Linked DNA regions of Gossypium arboreum: region 2 is linked to region 1. Evidence: chromatin contacts called from public Hi-C data. All regions are on one chromosome and are shown on one strand. Each heading gives the region's core, a stretch centred on a gene start, on an enhancer-like site or on the middle of the called end of the contact. The rest is flanking DNA. Distances are from core to core; before and after follow the strand shown. Region 1 holds the start of LOC108461005 (omega-3 fatty acid desaturase, chloroplastic-like). Region 2 holds the start of LOC108459392.

The links. A called contact is a pair of places that touch in the nucleus more often than the background predicts.
Region 2: a contact with region 1 is called in a Hi-C map of leaf, with 2.9 times the contacts expected there. The contact joins the promoter of LOC108459392 here to the promoter of LOC108461005 in region 1. A contact is called at or near these places in 2 of 5 Hi-C or Micro-C datasets (both in leaf).

Annotation. Positions count from the first base shown.
Region 1 is chr4:110,109,345-110,113,900 of ASM2569848v2, forward strand. It overlaps LOC108461005 (omega-3 fatty acid desaturase, chloroplastic-like), which reads right to left and starts at 2,959. Exons shown (of 8, transcript XM_017760755.2): 1 at 2,063-2,959; 2 at 1,861-1,950; 3 at 1,700-1,766; 4 at 1,508-1,600; 5 at 1,241-1,426; 6 at 1,077-1,157; 7 at 846-983; 8 at 251-741. The coding sequence starts at 2,568. The coding sequence ends at 562.
Region 2 is chr4:110,274,981-110,279,811 of ASM2569848v2, forward strand. LOC108459392 reads left to right here and starts at 2,507. Exons shown (of 5, transcript XM_017758755.2): 1 at 2,507-2,749; 2 at 2,911-3,006; 3 at 3,808-3,869; 4 at 4,000-4,058; 5 at 4,146-4,358. The coding sequence starts at 2,927. The coding sequence ends at 4,157.

The DNA of each region.
Region 1 (4,556 bases), core at 1,709-4,208:
TTAAATATTATAATAATGATTGAAGTTGACACCATTTGATATAATGGTAGTTGAGGAAAATGACACAACTAACTAGGATAATTTATTGGTACCGCAAATGATAAGGATTGTTGATAATGGATCCATTACCAAAGCTATAAAGCAACAAAACAGTAGTTTCACAAAACTGAATATAGGTAAACATGATGTGATTCTCCATCACAAAATTGACAAAACTATAATGCCGGCACTTCCATTCTTGTTCACACACTTATAACTCCTTCCTTCAATTTTTAGAAGAAAGCGATAAATTTTCATTTTCATTTTGTTGGTTTAAGCAATTGCTATTTCTCGTTCAAAGAATAAAACTATACATCTTTCCTTCACTAGTAGAATGCCAATACAGTAAATATATATGTACCTAACTTTTTCCTCGTAGAAAAAGGTCAAAAAAAAAAATTGAAACTCCAATTGTCTTCTACCATGGCAATGAAAGCTCATTGCACAGGTCTCTTATGGTTAAGCTAGCAAGTCTGAAGCCAAGAGCTTGAATTCCACCCATTATTGTGGGGCTGAGCTATTTTATGAAGCATTCTTTTTGAGTTCTGGGTCAGTTTGGTAGTAAACAACATCCCCAGTGTCACTAACATAATGATCGTTCTTCAAGCTTCTCATCAAACTTCCGATGAGGTGGAAAGGTAAAGGCCCTGATTGTTCCGGCTCTCGATAGTATTTTCCGAGAACTGGCTTCGCTGCCTCGGTCTATGACACAACATTATACCAACATAATAATTAGATAAAAAAATGAAATAAGAGAACATCAAAGTGGGAAAAAAAAAAAAAAAGAGATACGTAAAGGTACTAACCGCCTCTACTAAATGGTAGTGTGGGATTTGTGGAAACAAATGGTGTATGACATGGGTTCCAATATCATGGTGGATGTTGTTGATCCATCCATAGTCACGGTCAAGTGTTGTAAGACCTCCCCTTAAGTAACTCCATTCCTATCCATATTTGTTATTTTATTTGTAAGTTTCCATATGAATTTCAACATAGGCGCCTTAGCATATTAAATTTGACCAACAAATTTCATATACCTTCCCGCGGTACCAAGGAAGCTTCTCTTCATGACCATGGTGATGCAAGTATGTAACCCCATCCAGCCACATCACGAAAATCTAAACATCAAACCAACGACGAGTCAAATCATATTTTCTACTTCCCGATATCGTTTCCTTGAAAGAAGAAACTTGAAACCTACCCAATATGGAATGCCATATAGTTTAAGCAACTGCATAGGACCCATTGTGAAACCCAAGCCAACAAGAAAAGCAGCCATGGCTGTCCAACATAGAGTGGAAGTAATAACATCTTTTCGTTCGGTCGGGACAAACAAATCACTGCTGGGGTCGAAGTGCGAACCGCTCTTTCCCGGACTTCTGTTCCACTGCAATTTAAAGTGAAATCAACCATTAATTTCTCAACATATAGGAATCATCAAAAATTTAATAACCACGAAAACACTTACAAGGTAGAAAGGGAATGCAAGCATGGGAAAAGGCAATATGAACCGCAATGTTCGTGTTAGAGTATCTAAACTCCTGTATATCTTCTCAGATAACTGCAATTGAATTGACAAAAGTGTTTACAATTTAGACCAAAGGCCGTGATTCATCATTCTCAATATAAGAGAAAAAAAAGAAGAGAGAAATTAACTCACCGGGTGCCATGATTCATCATTCTCAACATGACCATGGTTTTGATGGTGAGTCCTGTGGCTAATTCTCCTGTAAAGTTCAATCATAATGGAAATGAATTCAATTAAAACTTTTCATATGCAAATGGAGAAGAGATGAACCTTTCAAGAAATACTAGGCATACCATCCATGGTAAGGCACAAGAATGGAAGAATGCAAGAGATGCCCCACTACACTGTTTAACTTGGGATCGTTTGAAAAGCTACCGTGGCCACTGCACAAAGAAATGAAACAAAATCCATGAAACATATTAAGACAGTCAGATCTAATAACAGAGGAGGTTGTAACTCGCAAATGCAATTCAAAAAAAAAAAAAAAAAGTTTACCAGTCATGACCAAGAACAAAAAGAGCCCAAAACATGGTTCCTTGAGCAGCCCAGTAAAGAGGCCAAACAATCCAGTTGTTAACATAGACCGCAGCAGCCGCCAGGCCTAACACCACAGCGACATCCCTCACCACGTAGCTCATAGATTTCCATGGATCCTTCACCCAACAATGCTTCGGTATGGCCGCTCTTATATCAGCCAACTTAAACGGCGGAGGCGCCCCAGGGTCGAACCCTGCCTCTTGTTCTTGTTCCTCAAATCCATTAATACCATGGTTCCTCTCTTTCCTTCCCTCATCTTCTTCAACGGATGCAACTCTAAATGGGGCACTCACGTTTAGACCCCAGTTCCTGGATTTGATTGGATTTAATATTTTTAGATCTGGGAAATTCTTGTTTTTGGTTAAAAATCTGGATTTTGAAGAACTCCTCGAGATAACGCCAGCGACGGGTCTATCGTAGATACAAGGAAGAGGCTTTAAACCAGATATAATGAAACCCGCCATTGAAGACTCAGGTAAAAAGAAAAACTCAACCACCGGTTTGCTTTCAGAAAAGAATAAAATATAGGGAAAAAAATATGTAAGTACAAGTAACAATCTTTGGTTACACGACAACGTCAAAGATCCCGCCTTTTTAATGATGTTCCTCCTCACAGAATAACAGAAAATAAAAAAGGGCTGAGATAGAAGGGTGCTATAGTGAGAAAGAAAGAGAGATAGGCAAACACTGAGAGGATCGCGGCTGAACGAAGAAGGGGGGAGGGGGGATTTTATATTTAAGGTTGCCGGGCTGCGGAGAGGTTGTTCAGAGTCAGAAACATATTTTTTCAATATATATAATGGAGGTATGTATGGAATACAGTTACCGAGTACTCTCAACTCGATTTCCAGTCCTTGTCATTGGAGCGTGTATTTCACTTTTTCTACGGGTTCGGCAGCCCCTATTACTGGCGCAACCGGTAGGGCGGGCGTTTTTTTCTCCTCCCAATCTCACTCCCGCCCCCCACCCCCACCCCCGCCCTTTTTTTTTCTTTTAAATATTTTATTATTTAATTTTAAACTCAATATCGAAATAATTTTTATACTATAAATATTTTTATTCATAATTCTTCTTATTTTAAAATAAAAATACATTTAAATACAGAATCAATTAAACTAAAAATCAATCCACTTGAAATATTTTTTATCTTATTTTTAAACTTTTGATCTAAATTCTTTTAAAAAATTAATAAAAGCAATGAAAATATTAAAGAATTGTTTTAAGGTAAAAATATTATTACCTTTTAAAAAAATTATTATAGATTCTAATTATATCTCTTTTTTTTGACATAATATTTAAAATTATTTATAATTCTTACACAACTCATAAATAGAAAGATAATGCTCTATTTTTATAATAATATTTTGTTTTTGGTTATATCTCAATTATTTATAGTAACATTTTAATTTGATTTTTTAAGATGTTATTTGATATTTTAATTTATAAATTTTTATTTTGTATTTTAGTCCTTTTTTTTAACATTTCAGAGTCAATTTAAAAAAAAGCTTTAATATTGTAAATGATAATACAATGTTAATAGAAATAAATAGATTGAAATTTTCTCCATTTTAAGTGGTAAGAAATTACTTATCTACTTAATTTATAAAAAATATTTATTTACTTATCATTTTTTATTTTTATATAAAATTAAACCATTAATATTGATTTAATTTTTCAATGTATTATAAAAGAACTTAAAGTAATAGCCAATTAACTTAATCAAAAGCATAGATAATAATATAAATATACGGTAGAAATTATAGTTAAAACCTAAAAAATAAAAATAGAAAGAAAATCTTAATAAATATATTACAGAAATTTGAGAATTTTAATGAAAAACCCAACATATCCAACTGAGAACTCGATTTTTATTTTTTTTATAATATAAAATCAGGACGGCTCAAAAATCCAAGAGTTGTAAGATTTGATATTTCCAAAGGTAGGCGGTTGTAGCAGTGGATTTCCTGCTCCCTTCATCAGTTATTCATGGACGGAGGGTTTTCAACACGAGCTTCTTAAGGTCGGTTCCCCAAAAACAAAATGATGAAAAACCCACAGAGTGGGAACTGCCTCCCACGTGATGAAATTTATGATTCATTGAATGGTTGATTAATTTAATCTCCAACTCAAACTCACGTTAATCGCTCATGAAACACGCTAACAATCACTTCCTTTTTTTTCCTGTCTATTCTCCCATCTTTATTTCACTTTTGACCTTGTTTGTTTTACATGGGCTAATGAGTACTTTTAAAATGTCAAAGTATTAACTTTTTTTTTTTTTTGATAACGATGAATTTAATTTTTAATGTTTGTATATTTTATTAATTTTTATTTAAATTTAAATATTAATTTTTTAAAAAGAGTCAAATAAATATTCACTAAAATTTTAATTTTTTAAAATTATTGCCATCGCAACCCATGTGGCATTTTACATAACACTATTTGTATTATA
Region 2 (4,831 bases), core at 1,257-3,756, 170 kb after region 1:
GTGACAAATTAGTCACCCATTAACTTTTTTCGTCACTGGCTTAACGGGACCGCTAACGTGGCCAGTTAACTTGCCACGTTGGACGAGGCAAAGTTGAGTGATTTTTTTTCGTCCTTCATTTTCTATTTTTTAATAAATGGCCCAATTTTTTTACTTTTTACGTAAATGACCCAATATGTTTATGCTTTTTCTTCTCCACCCCAACAATCTCTATTTTCAAATATAGTGATCTGCTTCTTCTTCTTCACTAACACAAATATGCTCAACTTTAAAAAAAATGCAGTTTTCATTTTCCATTTTCCACGAAAGAGAGATGATGGTCAACATTAAACATCATCATCATCCATTAACTACTGTAGGTTTAGACCTTACATGGGTATAACCAACAAGATCCATTAACTGACAAATGAGTTTCCATTTCAATACAAACCATATGTACTCAACAAAACACTCACAATCAGATACTTACCAAACATCACCATGGTAGTAAACCGATAAAAAGTTTTAAGACAAAAGGTAATAAAGAAAACAAAAATCCCATAGAGAAAAAGAAATGGAAATAGCAACAATTGCATCGTTTTATCCCTAAACCATGGCAGATTCTAAGTCCAAAGCATCTAGTACAAAGAAGAAGAAATAAAGATGACCTGAGAAGAGATTAGATGGTGCATTTGGCTGGATATGGCGAAGAAAAGCTCTCGACCGTTCTCACCACGGGAACCTTTCTTTGTGAAGCTTGCCTCACCGTCGTCACCGCGATCCATGACCTTTTTTTTCTTTTCTCGATTCCTGGCTCAGTCACAAATCTCAAATTTTTTCTCTTCTTCTCATCCTTTTTCCTTCTTCTTTTTCTTCTTCTTTTATCGCCTAGCCTAACTAGGGTTTTAATTTGGGGTCGTTTACATAGTAGGATGGCATGCCACTTTTCCGTTACGTTTATAACGAAAAATGGTTAAAAGGTCTGTTTTGTTATTTTTCAAAAGTTGAGTGACTGAATTGAAACCAAAGTGACTATTTTGTCAGCTACCCTAAAGTTGAATGACTATTGGTGTAATTTACCCCCCAAAACAAACAACCCTCTTCAATTTATAGGCATAGTATTTTTTTTCAAAAATGTTGATCAAAGTTGTTCATGTATACGTTTGTTTTATATGTACTCTATGTCAAATTTGAAATGACATTTATTGCCTAAATTTATGGGCAAGACCTATCATATTTTTATGACTTAATTAATACAAAATTGATCACTTGCCTATCAACATGAATACTATAACATGCTTCAAACCATATCAACCCCACCTATTGACACCCTATCATTAGATGCTTCATAGTTTCCTTCACCATATGACACAAATCACAAATAGGGAATCTTTACACCTTCTCTTCACATATTAAGATTAGTTGGGATGGTGTTACTACATAATATACGCATTCTTAGGATGAACTTACTATTGAATCGTACCAATTGATATGATTCATAGCTAACCTTTTTTACATAGGGTCCTTCCCAATTCGTCATTATCTTGTCTTTTAGTATTTTTTTGCTAATGGCCTTTACGTGCCTCAAATTCATGTATGAGCTGGGCATTTTATTGCAATGTTCCTTGATGTCGTTGGAACTATTCTTGAAGGAGCTTGAGTTGCTTCGGTAGTTTTGTATATTGTTGGCTCGCATTCATATTGTTTTGGATGGAGGAATGGTCAGTTAGTGGCAATAGGGGTAGGGGGTTATTTGCAAGTTGCAACTTGAGGTTCATATTGATTTAGGTAGCTATGGTAGTACTAAGGCTAAGGTTGCGTGTAGCTTTGCTAGTGATACTATTGGTAGGCTAGATGGGTGGTGTTGTACGAATATCCCTCGTGATGACTAGGTTGACCATAGTGGTTATAGGCAAAATATTGTTGGTATCCTGACCTCATAGGGCATTGGTAGCAAGCCTTTATTTATATAGGTTTGAAGATTTAATGTGGGTCTTTCAAAAATGATCACTTTAGCTTACAAGTCTAATTTTAAGATTATGGATATCTTTTTTTTTTTTTAAACATTAATTTCATTAAGGTTCTTATCATATCTGCTCTTTTTGATACTATGCCTAGAACTACTCATAACCCCTCCCCAACCCTTAAATAGGAAGATAATGCACTTCAACGTACTCAAACTCATGACCTTCTGCATTGACAATAATGCCAATGCCAATCGAACTAAGACTCAATTGACAAAATTATGGGTATCTCATTTAGATTTGATGTAATATGACAAAATGACTAACATATAGAACTGACTTTTAAAGTTATAAGATATGACACGAGACATTATTAATTTTTAAAAGATGAATGAGGTAAATTTATGTACAAGTGACCTTGCTTGAATTGGAGGAGTTGCGTCTCGATCCTTTGTCCGGGAATATGTATCAAACTTGTAATTTCCCTTGTAAAAGAATATATAAAATTTCTTGATTGTTGAAAATAGAATTCTATAAATCCAACAAGACAAAGAAAAAGAATTGGAAAGGCCCAAGGAGCTAAACTTTTCGTTTAGACAACAAAAAAGTTTTCTGGCCTGTTAATCGCCATGGTCCATCAAATCCCCTGAGCCCTGACCCAGCTTCAACCCCACAACTCAGAAGGACACTCGTGCGGTCCTGCCTGCGCCTGATATAAACGAAACTCAAGCCTCCTTAACAGAGATCAGGTAGCTTCGAGAAACAAAGGAGCCTGCTACATCGTCTTCATCGTTTTCATTTGCCAGGTAAAACTCCTCTTTATCATCATAAGTCCTAGCGTTAATTCTTTCTTAACCTTTTATATAATTACATAATGATTGTTTTGTTGTCTAACAAAAATATTAGGGTTTTTTTGACTTCGGGCTTTTTGATCTGATATTTGTTTTTATTTTAATTTTTTTATCAGATTTTGGGAACTGATCATGGCTGGAGGAGGAAATTTCATGCACAGAGTTATATCTTATGTCGTCAATGAGCTTGTCGTTGATAGACTTGCAAATAGGTACCTTTTTTTCTCTGGTTTATTTTTCATTATTTTCCATTGATTTTTTTTTCTTATTGATTTTTTTTTCTAGAATAAGAAAAAAAATCAAAATATTTTCTCGAGATCAGAAAGGTTGAATATTTGTTCGTGTAATTCTAAAGACTTGAAAATAGCTTGTTGTTTGCTAACTATTTATGGAAGCTTCTTTCTCTGGCTGCTGGGACTGCTCTGTTTCCCATCAGTTCGTTCACTTGAAGCAAAAGTGCCTCAATTCTCAAATCACACACACACACACACACACACATCGATAGTGCAACATGCCTTGCATTATGGATTAAGGAGGTTTGAGAAGATTTTTACCTCAAAATCAGCCCCCTTTCCCTTTTTGGTACAAATTTATTCGAAATGGTATTGACTTTTTGTTTAATATATCTTTTCAAATGCTTGAGACCAAATTTTGTTTTTAAAGTTTGTGAATCATCTAGGAAAAGGATTCCGAAATTTGGTTTGCTTCGATAGAGTTGTTAATGTTAGGCATATGCTATCTCCAGTGTAAAATATCTGGAACTGGATTTTTTTGTTGGGGGGGGGATTGATAAAATTTTCATATGAACAAAATAAATAATTGAACATTGAAGTTTGATCTTTAATAGCCGGTGGAAAGTTTTCTCATAGTTTTAGGCAATCTGAGTTCTTTTTCCTTTTAGTTTCATTGATTGTTTGTTTGCTTACATTAATCATTGCTCTATGATTCCTTCGAGGACCAACCTTTGTTTCTTTTTTATCTTCTTTGGTTTTTTATGTTTTTTTATTTTTCAGCCCTGCATTCCAAAGATTTGCTGTGAGGACATCAAAGAGGATAGAAGATATCTCCAGTATAGGTATGTGCATGTCTCGTCCTGTTACTATGATCTTTTTCTAAATTCTGTGTGTGAATTTAACCTGCTATTATCCTACAAAAAGCCAACGAAAGACCTTGCTGATGTTAATTGCCGGCTTTGGTGCATGCAGCTGAGAAGAAGAGGCAAGAACTCGCTGAACAAATGAAAGAAATCTCGAAAAACATGGAGGTTGGCTGTAATTATTTAACTTGATATTAAAACTTTACCTTTGGTGGATGTTTTATTGTTTCTAACCACATATTGTTTTCCTTGCAGTCTAAAAACTAATGATCGTATTCGTACAACTGCTCTGACCCTCTCGTAGTTTTGGTAATCTCTAGCTTATGTACTGCTATATGAATCCATTTTCTGAAATAGAGGGGCGTAATTTGGCACCTCTAATCCACTGGTTATGGTACTGCTGCATGTATTTCAAAGGTGGTTTATTCTCTTCCAATTGGATAATGTAGGAGAAGTTTTCTTTTTGAATATGCAATGATACATATATATATATATATATATATCCCATTTATAATGAGTGATATTGACAAGCTGGTGGTAGTATTATGTTACATGGAACTCGTTGTGATTTTGGATAGTGGCATTTGCTCGTTTCATTCGGTCTTGATGTTTATATACTTTTCCAGATGTTAAATTGATGAAATAAGAGGTTAAAATGTGTGGCTTGTGATTTAAGGTAAGTTCAAAGTCAAATGAACTTTCTCTTGCAGTGCTGGTTGAAGATGTTTGTTCATCATAGGCAAAAGATGTGAGCATCAATGATCATCTCTCCCTATAAACATTTTTGGTAACCACCATTGACTTCCAAGAGATTTTCAGACAAAATAATTCAATTTTATTGTGTTTCGGGTTTCGACTTGATTCAATCGTATGGGATGATGCAAATTGGGTTCGGAGGCGTGGTTGTAGCTGGTCTTTAATTAAAATTTTCGTGTTTGGAT